Linked DNA regions of Ovis aries: regions 1 and 2 are each linked to region 3. A link is a contact called in public Hi-C data. All regions are on one chromosome and are shown on one strand. Each heading gives the region's core, a stretch centred on a gene start, on an enhancer-like site or on the middle of the called end of the contact. The rest is flanking DNA. Distances are from core to core; before and after follow the strand shown.

What was found. A called contact is a pair of places that touch in the nucleus more often than the background predicts.
Region 1: a Hi-C map of liver shows a contact between it and region 3, with 5 times the contacts expected there. The contact joins the promoter of GGT7 here to the promoter of TRPC4AP in region 3. A contact is called at or near these places in 5 of 16 Hi-C or Micro-C datasets (hypothalamus, liver, muscle and 1 more).
Region 2: a contact with region 3 is called in a Hi-C map of hypothalamus, with 2.9 times the contacts expected there. The contact joins the enhancer-like site here to the promoter of TRPC4AP in region 3. A contact is called at or near these places in 2 of 16 Hi-C or Micro-C datasets (hypothalamus and skin fibroblasts).

The regions. Positions count from the first base shown.
Region 1 is chr13:64,175,607-64,180,013 of ARS-UI_Ramb_v3.0, forward strand. It overlaps GGT7 (gamma-glutamyltransferase 7), which reads right to left and starts at 2,158. Exons shown (of 15, transcript XM_042230077.2): 1 at 1,944-2,158. The coding sequence starts at 2,112.
Region 2 is chr13:64,524,322-64,528,610 of ARS-UI_Ramb_v3.0, forward strand. MMP24 (matrix metallopeptidase 24) reads left to right here. Exons shown (of 10, transcript XM_027977120.2): 7 at 19-233; 8 at 2,908-3,046. Among named protein-coding and RNA genes, the nearest start is that of MMP24OS, 8.4 kb to the right of the region's middle. Within about 2 kb of position 2,535, at least 6 of the 54 cell types and tissues checked have an H3K27ac peak or open chromatin away from gene starts, as enhancers often do. A contact at or near this core is called in hypothalamus, where this site is marked.
Region 3 is chr13:64,361,532-64,366,224 of ARS-UI_Ramb_v3.0, forward strand. TRPC4AP (transient receptor potential cation channel subfamily C member 4 associated protein) reads right to left here and starts at 2,742. Exons shown (of 19, transcript XM_004014517.5): 1 at 2,549-2,742. The coding sequence starts at 2,716. It overlaps LOC121816212 (a long non-coding RNA gene), which reads left to right and starts at 2,875. Exons shown (of 3, transcript XR_009596102.1): 1 at 2,875-3,335; 2 at 4,648-4,693.

The DNA of each region.
Region 1 (4,407 bases), core at 908-3,407, 190 kb before region 3:
AAACAGCAGGCTAGAGACTAGCTGGGCACAACCAAAGTCCTGCATAGAGGATAGGGCAGTGCCACCCAGTGGAGCCAGGAGATTGAGAACACAGGAGGACATGTTAGCCAGTAGGGTGGTCCTACTGATTTAGAGGAGCCTTGGGGCTTGGAAAAGAGTGACGGAAGACATGGCTACACAGGTAGGATGGCGAGGTCCTTGGAACCTTAGCACACAGCTTGGTCTAAAGAGCAAGTTCCCAGAAACTCCAGTGACCACGGTCTTTGTGGGATTTTTGTACACTTGTGGGCAGAACCTGTATTAACTCCTTAAGGAACTCTCTGAGGTTTGAGAACTCCCTCCTCTGCCATTCTTTCATCTTGAGATCTCTTTCCATTCATTTATTTCTTCAACAATTTTTGCTGAGAGATTAGCACTGTGCTGGATGGTGCATAAAGGATGGTGAACAAGACAGCCATGATCCCATCCTCATAGGGCTTGTAATCAAAAGTCACCCAAATAAATAATCACCAGTTTTGACAAATGCTAAGACATTCATAGGAAAGAAGGATAAAACATATCAGGGGTTCCCAATCTCTAGACTGGGAGATAGGCATTCCCAGTTGAGCTGGAAGAAGAAACTAAGGCCCAGATCAGGGTATGTGTGCCCATAGACACACAGTGAGTCGGGGCAGTGTTGGGACCAGAAGTGGTATTCTTGACTCCTGTATAAAGAACCTGGTTTCAGTCCTGGTATCCACCAGGACATATCCTCCCACTTCTCTCCTGCTTCCTTCTGATTCTGGGGCTATTCCCTTTAAAAAAGAAGTTTTAATCTGTAGCTTTGACATGTGATGGCCATAAGCCTCCCATGGTCCCCTCAAATCCCCTCCATGTAGGCTACAATCGAGTCAGGTTGACAGGGGCTGCTAGTCAGAGCCAGGTGACTGGAGAGTTGTGGACGGGGGAAGAATTGGTGGTTGTCAGCCTAGGAGTAGCTACAGAAGGGCCAGGCTAGAGAGGGCTGGGCCAGAGAAGCAGAATCTGCCAGGCTGGTAAGGGACAGGGCTCAAGAGCAGGCACTGAGAGGAAGAGAGAGTGAAGCAGAGGATGCTCTAATGCCAGGAAGTGACGTTGAGGGAATGAGGGATGGTGGGGGGTGGAGGATGAAAAATGGAGGGGAGGACAGAGCTGAGCCACATGGACAGGAGAAAGAACATTAGGGAAAAACTGCTCAGAGAGCTTTCAGCTCCAGGTCTCCCCCAGGTCCTGTCTCCTGCCTCCCTATTTCCACCTCTTGCAGTTCCTGTAGAGTGCTGAAGATAACACAGTAAAATTCTGGAGCCTGCTTGCTAGGGGGCAGGGTACCTTACTAACATTCTGGGCAGAGTGAGGTAGCCACAGAGCAGTGAAGGTGCTCTGGTCCCCAAGGACTTTGAGAGGTCATATGGTCCATCCCCCTGTCTCCCAATACTCATCATTCACAGACAGCTGAGAACATACAGAGATTTTCAGCTTCTTCTCATGGTCTTTCCTTCCCACAATCCCTGGCTGTGGGGAAGTTCTTCTCAAGATCTACCCTCTATCCATCCTGCTGCAGTCTCTGACTTGATTTCTCCTATTCTGTTCTCTGTGACTAGAGAAAATCCTCTGCTGGTTGATCACAACTGTTCCTTAGGAACTCCCCTTCGACATTCCTTCCTTATTAGTTGGTTCTTCGCAAGGGGTAACCCCAACCCCTCCTACTGCAGTCTCCGGCATCCCTTCCCTTGTCGCATCCTAAGCCTCCAAGGCAGAGATGCATCCCCAACCCCACCAGAAAATTAACAGAGACAAGGGAGGAAAAGGGCGAGGTCCAGGAGAAGGGTATCAATTAGGGAGATGGAGCTGGAGGTGATGCTCCGCGCAGATGAAGGAGAACCAGAGACGTCCCAGGGGGCAGGGATGGGGCAAGCGGGCCTCACCGGTATCCGGGTCTCCCAGGAAGGCATCTTCGTCCTTGCGGCCCCTCAGAGGGACCGCGGGCGCCGGCTCATCCTCCGGCAGCCTCGGGAAGCTGGTGATGCTCATGTAGTCCACCGGCGAGTAGGCGCCCAGGGCGCTCTCCTGACTGGCCTCGTTCTCCGCCGCCATCCTCGCCCGCGCCCCCCAGCAGCGCAGCGCCTGCCGGAAGTGCTGCGGCGGGGGCCGGGCGGGGGTGGGGGTGGGGGGGCCGGGGGAGGAGGAGGGCGGGGCCTAAGCTCCTGGACGGCCGGGAGGGGGCGCCTCAAACTCTGACCCAGGTGTCGGGGTTTGACGTGCCCCCTCCCGCTTAGCGTTATCAGCCTGCACCGGGCGCGTAGGTAGGGCTCAGGGTGTGGGTGCAGAAGCTGGAGGACGATCGGGGTCGCGCAGTGGGGAGTCAGGGGGGGAAGAGCATTCAGTAAACGCGACCTTAGTGGCTCGGGGCACCTCACGCAGCCCAGTGACCAAACCCCTTCTTCCTTCTAGTTTGAGCTAGAAACCTCCTCAGACTCCAGGTTCCCTCATCGGCTCGCAGTCCAGTTCACTGACTGCAAACCTCTCGTCGACCCCAGATGCTGTCTCTAATGCCAAACTTCTCGAACCTCAGACCCCTTCTTGAACTCCAAGATCTTTATTCTCCTATCTCATACTTCCTCCGACCGCAGAGCCCTCTTTCGACTTCAGATTCCGCCTTCATCAACCCCTCTGCCCCCAGCCCCAGCCCCCTAACTTCATCCACAACCTGCTTCATTTTGAGACCCTTCTTGGACGTCTCTCCTGGGTGGTCGGATCCTTCCCTGGACCACCCTCCTCAGCATTTCGCCAACTCCTCTTTCAATCACAATCCCTTCTGGGAACCCTGACCTATTAGCAAGTGTTGAACTCATGTTAGGATTTTAAAAGCGGGTCTCTAGATGGCATTCTAGCAATCATGATTTAGTTGGCTGGAATGGGATCTCTGGAACCTGCGTGTTTACCATTATTTAAAGAGTTTTTTATGTGGTTCTGGAAAGGACACTTTGAGAAAGAAGAAATGGTGGTGGTGATGATACGGCAGGAATGGGCTGGGGTGGGAGAGGGTAGGGAATGGGTCTATGGGTTCTTCTATTCCGTCTGTGACCACTTACAAACTGTAATCTTGGGTAAAGTACCTAATTTCGTTCCGTATGGGTTTCTTCATCTGTAAAATGGAGAGAATAATAGCAGCTGTCTCTGGTTGTGAAGATTAAATCGCATATGGAAAGTTTTTAGAATATGGCTTCACACCTACTTAACATAGTAAATGCCATAGTCTTTATCATCATTTCCTTAATCTCGTGGATTCTCATCTTGTCCAACGTGATCCAAATATTTCCCACTCTGACAAATTCCAACTACACCAGAGCTTGCTCTACTACCCAGTCTCCAAGGATGGAATGTTGGTTCCCTTTATTATCAGGCCTCTTGTCCAAATTTCCATTTAACAGTCTATCTGCCTGTCTTCCAGTACTCAGATGAGAATCACATTTTCCTTACCCTTTCCTGGACATGAAGAGAGTATCTGCTTTTTCTCATGGTCTCTTCTTTCCACAATCCCTGGCAGAGGGAGGGGGCTGGTTAAGACCTTGGCCACATATCCCCTCCTCCCCCAGCCTCAGGCTCCAGGCTTAGAGATGACTTTAACCCTGTGAAATCCCTTTGGGGTACAGCATCTGCCATGCCATCTGTAGACAGGAGAGGGCAGCAGTGTGTTGGGAAACCGCTCGAGCTTAAGAGAAGAGCTGGGAGGAGCAAGAGGTAGAGGGCTGCCCAAAATTTTGTGTGTGGGACTGGAAGAGGACTGTTTATACTAGGACCGTGTGCCCTTGGACTAGAACTATTTGCCATCACTTCATGGCAAATAAATGGGTAAACAATGGAAAGAGTAATAGACTATTTTCTTGGGCTCCAAAATCACCGCAGATGGTGATTGCAGCCATGAAATTAAAAGACGCTTGCTCCTTGGAAGAAAAGCTATGACCAACCAAGACAGCATATTAAAAAGCAGAGACATTACTTTGCCGACAAAGGCCCATCTAGTCAAAGCTATGATTTTTCCAGGAGTCATGTATGGATGTGAGAGTTGAACCATAAAGAAAACTGAACACTGAAGGATTGATGCTTTTCAACTGTGGTGTTGGAGAAGACTCTTGAGAGTCCCTTGGACCACAAGGAGGTCAAACCAGTCAATCCTAAAGGAAATCAGTTCTGAATATTCATTGGAAGGACTGATGCTGAAGTTGAAACTCCAATACTTTGGCCACCTGATGCAAAGAACTTACTCCTTAGAAAAGATCCTGATGCTGGGAAAGACTGAAGGCAGGAGGAGAAGGGGATGACAGAGGATGAGATGGTTGGATGGCATCACTGACTCAGTGAACATGAGTTTGAGCAAGCTCCAGAAGT
Region 2 (4,289 bases), core at 1,285-3,784, 160 kb after region 3:
TGCAGCCCCTCTCTCCAGGACCCCCGGCCGAGCCCCTGGAGCCCACCAGGCCCCTCCCCACGCTGCCGGTGCGCAGGATCCACTCACCGTCCGAGAGGAAGCACGAGCGCCAGCCCAGGCCCCCTCGGCCACCCCTCGGGGACCGGCCAGCCGCACCGGGCGCCAAACCCAACATCTGTGATGGCAACTTCAACACGGTGGCCCTCTTCCGCGGCGAGATGTTTGTGTTTAAGGTAGGACCTTGGTGCTCCGCTCCCGCCCCTTCCCCCACCATGGGTGGGAGACAGCAGCTGCTCTGGGATTAGGCCTTCCGGGGGGGCCCAGATGGACGGGAGCAAGTCCAGCGGCCAGGACACGGCATCTCTTCCTGGCGCTGCTGGGTCACTGGACTGTTTTCAAGAGGGAAGGGGGAAGATGGGTGGGCCTGCCCCCTCCCAGGGGTCAACGCTGCGGGAAAAGTGCTGGAGTCTGGCCTCTGGTCTGTGACTCTGTCACGTCCATCGTCTGGATCTCAGTTTCTGCCCCTGAGAGCTGGGGGAGTCACTTGCTCTAACGAAGGGTGTGTGCAGATCCCACAAGTCGTGGCTGTGACAACACCAGCTTGGAGTAGGGGCTGGTGCAGCCATGGCTGAGTCTGTCTCTGGTCCTGGCAGGGCTGAGAGGATGGTTCTGAGGCGCCCCTGACAGAAAGCTGGCCAGGTTACGTCCCTTGTCCTGCTCGGGTCTCTCTAGCCTTGGGCTGACAGGGTGGCGGCCTGCTCCTGTGTTGCAGTTGGTTGTCAGGGAAGCCGACTCTGGGACAGTGTTTGGGATGCAGGATTTTTTTTTTTTTTAGGTTGTTTTGATATGGACCATTTAAAAGTCTTTGTTGGATTTGTTACAATATTGCTTCTGTTATATGTTTTGGCCTTTTGGCCCCGAGGCACATGGGCTCCTAGTCCCCAGCCAGGGATCGAACCTGTGCCCTCTACATTGCAAGGCGAAGTCTTAACCACTTCTGCTAGGGTAGTCCTGCGATGCAGGATTTTGACTAGGATGCACCTTTGGGACCCACATCTCTGCGAAGGAGGAAAGGGAGGCCTGGCAGGGCAAGAGGAGAAGACATTAATGAGTAGCAACTAGGCCCACTAGAGGGACTTCTCCGGTGACTCAGGTGGTAAAGAATCTGCCTGCGATGCAGGACACCCGAGTTTGATCCCTGGGTTGGGGCGATCCCCCCGGAGAAGGAAATGGCAACCCACTTCCGTATTCTTGCCTGGAGAATCCCATGGACAGGGGAGCCTGGTGGGCTGTAGTCATGGGATCACAGAGACTACTGGGCAACAAGCAATACTAATAGGCCCACTGCAGACCTGGCCACCCCCGCAGAGAGCTCTGGAACTAGAACAGCCTGTGAGAGTTGTCCCACTTGGGCCCCGAATGGCGGGAACTTTATTCAGTCCCTGGACAAAGGAGGCCATGACCTTGGGGGAGCTGTCTGGAGCTGAGGTCATCCCCAGAAAGGCTAACAGGTGAAAACTGCCTGCTGAGCACACTCCCAGCCCCCAGGACGAGAAGCCTCCACTGATGGGGTTCTGGGCAGCGTGTCTCCAGCACTCTGGGGGATTGTGGAGGGCTGCCCCACCCCACCCGCCTTGTGGATTCTCCCCAGCAAGCTTTGAGCTCTGACCAAGAATCAGGCAACAGAGGTCCACCCCAGTCCTGCTCTGACTGTGAGGATCAAAGAAAGTTACTAGGCCTTCCTTAAGACTCTGTCTATCTCAGATCTACTTAACAGGAGTTGTGAAAGTCAAAATAAGGTTTAAAAAGCTGGGTGTGAAAGTGTTTTGTAAGACACCTAAAAAAAGCAAATCTTCTCTAGCTTTTGAACCATCTTTTACGTATCATGTTCATTCTTCTGTACCCTTGGATCCTCAGCTGAATGATTCCTAAGCAAGTCTGGGTTTTATCATTCCCATTGACACATAAGAAAACTGAGGCCCTGGGAAGTTACAGGCCTCGCCCAGAGTGCCTACCAACCAGGACTGCAGTGGGACAAGGTGCCAGTGTGCAGAGGAGGGCTTTTTTCCACACTTGGCCTGTTGAGCTACCATTTAATCAACATCAGCTATGTGCCCTGTACTGTTCTAGGCACTATCATCTTTCCCTTCATTATTACCTGGCTCAGATGGCAAAGAATCTGCCTTGGACACCGGAGACCTGAGTTTGACCCCTGGGTTGGGAAGATCCCCTGGAGGAGGGCATGGCAACCCACTCCAGTATTTTTGCCTAGAGAATCCCATGGACAGAGGAGCCTGGTGGGCTACAGTCCACGGGGTTGCAGAGTCGGACACAACTGATCGACTAAGCACACGACAGTGCAGGTGAGGCTCTTCAAGTATTGAGCCCCAGGTCAAGCAACTGTAAGAGGATGAACCTGAATTCACAGCCAGGGCTTGGGGGAATTTCCACAGCTTGCTTCCCATGGTCCTCGCCCTGCTTGCCAGCTGGAGCCAGCCATGAGGCGGGCACTCCGCCCGGCATCAATGAGCGCCCCCTGCTGCCCAACCTCAGGAAGGGCCCCTCTGATGTCAGTAACTCTCCTCTGCCCTCCTGTGGTCAACTCAGGCACCGCACCATCCTTTCCAGCTCCACGCTGCCTCCTCTTCCCCCTAGGCCTGTCCATCAGCTCTGTCTTGCGACCCCTTGGGCAACAAGAGCCATTGGATGACTTATTGAAGAGAGGTGATGAGCATCCTGGCTTCAGCATTGGGCTCCGAAATTTAGATGCAGTAAATGGACAGACTTCATGGAGTCTTGCAAGGGGGGGACCAGGGGAAGGTGTTGGGTTGTTGCGGCCCGAGACCCAGGGCTGAGATCACTGGGTTCAAAGGCTATGCCTCTTTCTTTCCTCATCTTAACCTCCAGGATCGCTGGTTCTGGCGCCTGCGCAATAACCGGGTGCAGGAAGGCTACCCCATGCAGATTGAGCAGTTCTGGAAGGGCCTGCCCGCCCGCATAGACGCAGCCTATGAAAGGGCGGATGGAAGATTTGTCTTCTTCAAAGGTAACATGGTCTGTGCGGAGGGGTGGGACAGTTTCCTTCTCTTTTCAGGACACCCTTTCTCCACCTTTGAAGAGGCAAGACGGGGCTGGGAGGGTGGGGTGCGGGGGGTGAGGGTGGATCTCCTGCAAAGGTCTTTCTAGCCCTAACACTGACATCTAACTGGATGGACCTCTGCAGGCAGGGCAGTTAAGTCAGGGAGTGACCGCTGAGGGTTTCTATGTGCCAGAGTTGGTGGGGTGACAAGCCTCACCCACACAGGGTAGAGGATGGTGGACAACTGAAGGGCATCCATGCTCCATGGGAGGCCACCGCGTGAGCTCTGTAACAGCCTGGAGGGAGGGGGCCGCACAGGCTGGAGAAATCAGGGAATGCGGGAGGGGAGCTAGCTGTCCAGCTCACCCAGCTTGTGCTGGGTTGTTTCACTTCAGTTATCTTGACTTGGCCAGGCCTCAGAAGGATAAGATACAGCTAGCAAGAAGCGAGGGAAGCATTCCAAGGGGAAGGAAGAGCATGCCCAAAGGAGTAGTTCAAGTCCTTTGGAAAGCCCACTGAATGGCCTTGGAGTGCCGCGCGAGAGCCACACCTGGAAGGGTGGTTTAGGGGAGCGACCCGAGAGCCCTGGCTGCCCAGCCAGACTGTGGTCTCGATCCATTAGGTCAGTGCTAGCATTCACTCTCTGTGAGCAGCAGAGAGCCAGAGGGCAGGCGGCAATCGGGGCAGAGGTAAGAGGCCATTTCTGGAGTTGAGGAGGGCGATGTCTCTAAGGCTTGTGCCGGGAGGAGCAGTGAGGTCAGGAGATGGAAAAGGCCTTGCAAGAGGCTGAGTGCTGAGAGGAGGAGGAAAGAGGACCAAGGATGCCACATTTTTGGGGATGCTGCAGGGCAGAGAGGTGGTGAGGGAGGGAGCCCTCGCGGTGGAGATGAGGAACTCTGGAAGCAGACCTGGAAATTCCCAGAGGTCGGTGGGCAATCAGGGTCTTGGGCCTGGGGCCCAGGTCCACTGGGAGAGCAGCCATGGGCCACAGCCTCAGAGCTGGGTGTCACTGGTAGAAGGTGAGTACTTGTGTGTGTGTGAAGCCAGGAGAGGCTGAGGTCACCCAGAAAGGATTAAGGAGCAAGTCACATGAAACGGAAAGAGGGTGGGGCACAGAGCCGGGGCAGCGTGGGGCGAGTTGCCCAGGACCTGACACCAGATTCCGGCTTCTTGCCCTCTAAGCTCTGCCTGGGCCAAGGGGCCCCAGCCG
Region 3 (4,693 bases), core at 1,492-3,991:
AGAATGAAACTGAGGTTAAGAGAGGTTATATAATATAACCTACCAATAAATGACAGAACTAGGCTTCAATACAGGTCCATCTTACTTCAAAATCTGGTTTTTCCCAAGGAGTTCCTGTTACATGCTACAACACGGATGAACCTTGAAGACATTGTACTAAGTTAAATAAGCCAGGCACAAAAAGACAAACAATGCATGATTCCACTTATATGAGGTATTTAAAATAATCAAATTCATGGAAACAGAAAGTAGTAGAATGGTGGTTACCAGGGGCTGTGAGAAGGGGAAAAGAGTAGTTTAATGGCTCAAGTTTCAGATTTACAAGATGAAAAAATTCTGGAGATCTGCTTCACAACAATGTGACTACTTACTGACTGCACACTTAAAAATGAATGAGTTGGTAAACTTTACATTATGTGTTTAAAACGCAAAGAAGAAAATTTTAACCTGGTCTTTCCAAGTATTCCACAGGCCATAAGAGAATATACTCACTGTGTCATGGAAATACCTGTGAGGAAATCATTCACTCTGCAATGTGGGGGGAGGAAAAAGAGTGAAACAAGGACGAGATCAAAGAAAGCTACTAAGAAGGGACACATATGAAAGATGAAGATCCCCACTTGATCCTCACTATAGTTTTGGAAAGGAACCTCAGCCTCAACTTCTGATATAGCTCCCACACCTGTCTGTATACAACTTGATTACCATACTAATGGTCATAATTAATGTGGTAATCAATTATTACCACAGACTATAAATGGGGCTCAAGAACATTCCAGCACCTTCTATCCGATGAGTTCCTCCAGTCTCCTTCCACTCCAAGCCATCCAGCATTGGGTACAAATATGTGTAAAGAACTTAATTCTCTTTCATTCATTGAGTTAAAGAACTTTGGTGGTTCTCTATTGCTCTCAGAACACAGAAGATTATCAAGAAGAGTGCTTGGGAGCAAATTGCCTAATCTTTCTGAGCCTAAGTTTCTTCATCTGTGTTAAGAGATGAGTCCTGACACTTGATTCAAAAGACTTGAGAATGAAATAAAGACACAGTATAACTTGCACAATGCTTGATCCAAAGTATGTACTCAGTAAAGGTGAGTTGAGTTCCCTTTCTGCCCACTCCTACCTACTCAGGTCAGTAAGAGTCTTTGGGTTAAAGGACAGAGCAAGTATTTCCAGGATCTTAAGGCAGATAGAGAAGAATGCAAAGGGAAAAAAGTTGCTCATCTATGGTTATCTTATGGCAAGGAAAATACTGCTCACCCAGAACTGCTTCTTCATCTGTAACCCTATACAAACACACACACACACATATATGTGTATATATATATATATGTCCTTTTAACCATATAATATTAAAATGGCTCAAAACTAAGTTACTATGAAAAATCTCACTCTCATTCTCTCCCTCATCTACCCAATTCCCACTCCACCAACCACTTTATTAGTTTCCTGTACATACTTAAAAGTTTCTTTATGCAAAAGCTGTCCTTAAGTTAAGCTAATGTTTTACAGGAGTGTTTACAAGGTAACTTCTGGGAACAAGGTGAGGGGGAAGGGGAGGAGCAAGCAACCTTGGTCTTACTCATCCTGATTTACTCTAAAGCAGTGTCCTTCATTCATTAAAAAAAAAAAAAAAACTAATCATATAATAGCCACGTAGAGTAAGCTAGATAACAAGTACTGCATTAGTATTAACTGATTACTCTTCAGCTTTTTACTATGCACCAGAAATGCATTTAACGCTTTACACAATTGTCTTTGATCCTCACAACACCTTAACAGGTTGGTTACTAATTATCATCTTCATTTTACAAATGAGGAAACTGAGGCACAGAAAGGTAAACTTGCCCAATCAAGAGACAGCAGGGTTCTGAATCCAGGCCTGACTCCTGGAACCCTAGCTGTTAACCATGACGCTTTACACACGCAACACAGATACAGTCCCTGCACCCGTTGGAGCTCAGCCGAATGTAAGATACAGGCGAGAAAAAGAGAAGACAACAAAGAAATATGTAATTAGAGACTAAGAAAGTGATGTGAACCAAATGAATTCTGGGCTGTAACTGAATAACAATGGGGACCTACTTTAGAAGCGGGGGAGGGGTTATGTCAAGGAAAGGCCTCCGAGAGAATGACATTTATGATGACCTGGGAACCGTTTGGTGGCTGCAATGATGACCCACCGCCCAGTTCAACGCGGAGAAACTCGTGGCCCGTAGAGGCTAAAGCAAACTCGCCCAGGGTCCCCCAGACGTGCAGACGTGGCGCAAGGAAGGGAGGATCCAGGAGCTGGGCCCAGGACTCGTACACGCCATCAGTGCCCGATGCAGCCCAGCCCGGCTCGGTCCCTAACCCGGGGCCTCTAGCCCGCCGCTGCCCACTGCCCCGCCGCGGCTGACAGCGTCGGGACAGCCTTCAGAGAGGCCCAGCGACCGGCCAAGAGGGGTCAGGCCCGTACTGCGGCGGCCTGGAAAGGCCTCTTCCCCGGCCCCCCGCCAGCTCCCGCCCGGTCCACCCCGCCCCGCCCCTCCGGGCCGGCTTCATACCTGCACGGCCCGGGCCAGGCCCCGGCCGGTCAGCTGGCCCTGCCGCAGCTGCAGCAGAATGTTACCCGGCCGCGGCCGGCCGCCCCATCCGCCCCAAGCCGCCACCGTTGCCGCCGCCCGTCGCCCTCGGCCGGCCCCAGACCCAGCAGCCGCCGGCGCCGCCGCCATGTCTCCTCGTCCTACAAACAGGAAGCAAGCGGCCCCGGGGCCGCGGAGATTTCTACGGGGCGGCAGAGGGGTCGCCGCAGCGCCCCCAGTGGGCCGACGGCGGAGGCGCAGGCCGCGTGGCAGGGGCTGTGCGTGCCGCGGGGGCTGCTGGGAAATGTAGTCTTGCTCCCAAGCGGGCAGATGAGAGAGAGGCGTTTCTTGCGCCACTTGTCCTTTGGGCCCCTCGGTCCAGCATTTCACTGAGGTCCCTCCAGGTCGAAGACAAGTCCCTGCGTGCGCAGTCTCCCATTTCTTGCCAATTTGGGGAGGTTAGAGTCAAATGACTAGGAAAAGGTCTTGGGTTCCAGACCAGGAATCAGGCCGCCTGTTCTGATTCCCACCTGCTTCTTTCTGCTGAGACTCGCCACGGACCTCCCCGAGCCTCATTTTCCCGAGTTCATTCAATCGGTAGTTCCTGGGAGCCTATTCAGCCAATACATAGTTCCTTGGAGCCAGCTCTGCGCCCAGCACCGAGCGGTCCCTGGAAAAGCAGTGGTGAGCAGAGAAGATAACTAGGTCCCTGTTTTGGAATGCGAGTTACAGGGGAAGACAGCACATCCCTACTCAGACGCACAGTAGGGTAAGTTGTGTAACTTGGTAGGTTGCTGTGAAGTTAAATGAAATAAGGGAAGGGGAAATGGTTGGTAAATTGTGACATCATATTCACTGTCAGAGGAAACCTGACCTGATTTCTCCCCACCAGGATGTTCTTACTCTACTCTGAGCCCAAATAATCATGCTTTGGGCAAACTTCTGTGGTAGGATCGTGGCGTCTCCTTTTCTTTTTTCGTTCTGGGAGGGGGTCTTGTATTAATAACATAAATGAAAGAGGAATGCTGGGTGTGGTGCAATAAGGAATGGTAGAGATTGTAACTCATAATTTATTGCCCAAACCAGAACATTTTTGAGAATGAAAGAGTGCTATTAATTACAACAGGACAGTAAGCATATAAAGCGGCTGTTTCTGGTAACCTGGGATTGTGGTCATCATCCTCATTCCCATCTGCAGGGAGTGGGCTCTACTCGCCTCCAGCAGGTTGTTGCTGAATTGTCTGGTTTTTTCCAGAAAGGCCAAAAGTCTGAATTTTTATGTGAAATTACCCAATTTTGAAAACCCCATGGGCCAAATAAAACCCTATTTGTGACCCCTGAAACAAGGAGATCAAGATCAGATTCAGGTATGCATGGAAACTTAACATGTGGTAAGGGAGACATTTCAAATCAATGGGGAAAGAAAAAAAAAAAAAAGTTAGGTGTTGAACTTTACACCAAAAGCTAAAATGAATCTCAGACATACTAAAAGCTGTATGTAACAAAATCAAAGTACAGTTTTAAAGCTGGATTGTGCTAATGGTTATACAACCATAAGTTGGCTACAAATCATTAGACTCAAAGTGGGTGAGTTTTATTGTATGTAAATTATACCTCATAAACTTATGAAATGTAAATTATATATGTTAAAAATCAAAGTATAAAAACAGTAGAAGTGAATCTATGGGACTACTTTTATGATTTGGGGGTATGAAAGTTCTTCTCAATCATATAGCCCAGAAGTCATGAAGAGGAAAAGATTGACAAGTTTGACCGTAACAATATTAAAGCCTTCTGTATAAGACACTGTAGTGTTAGTTGCTCGTTCATGTCCAACTCTTTTCGACCCTTTGGACTGTAGCCTGCCAGGCTCCTCTGTCCATGGGATTCTCCAGGCAAGCATACTGGAGTGGGTTGCCATTTCCTTCTCCAGGGGATCTTCCCACCCTGGGGATTGAGCTTAGGTTTCTCACATTGCAGACAGATTCTTTACTGTCTGAGCCACCAGGGAAGCCCCATAAGACAGCAGGCTGCTGCTGATAAGTTGCTTCAGTCGTGTCCAACTCTGTGCGACCCCATAGATGGCAGCCCACCAGGCTCCGCCGTCCCTGGGATTCTCCAAGCAAG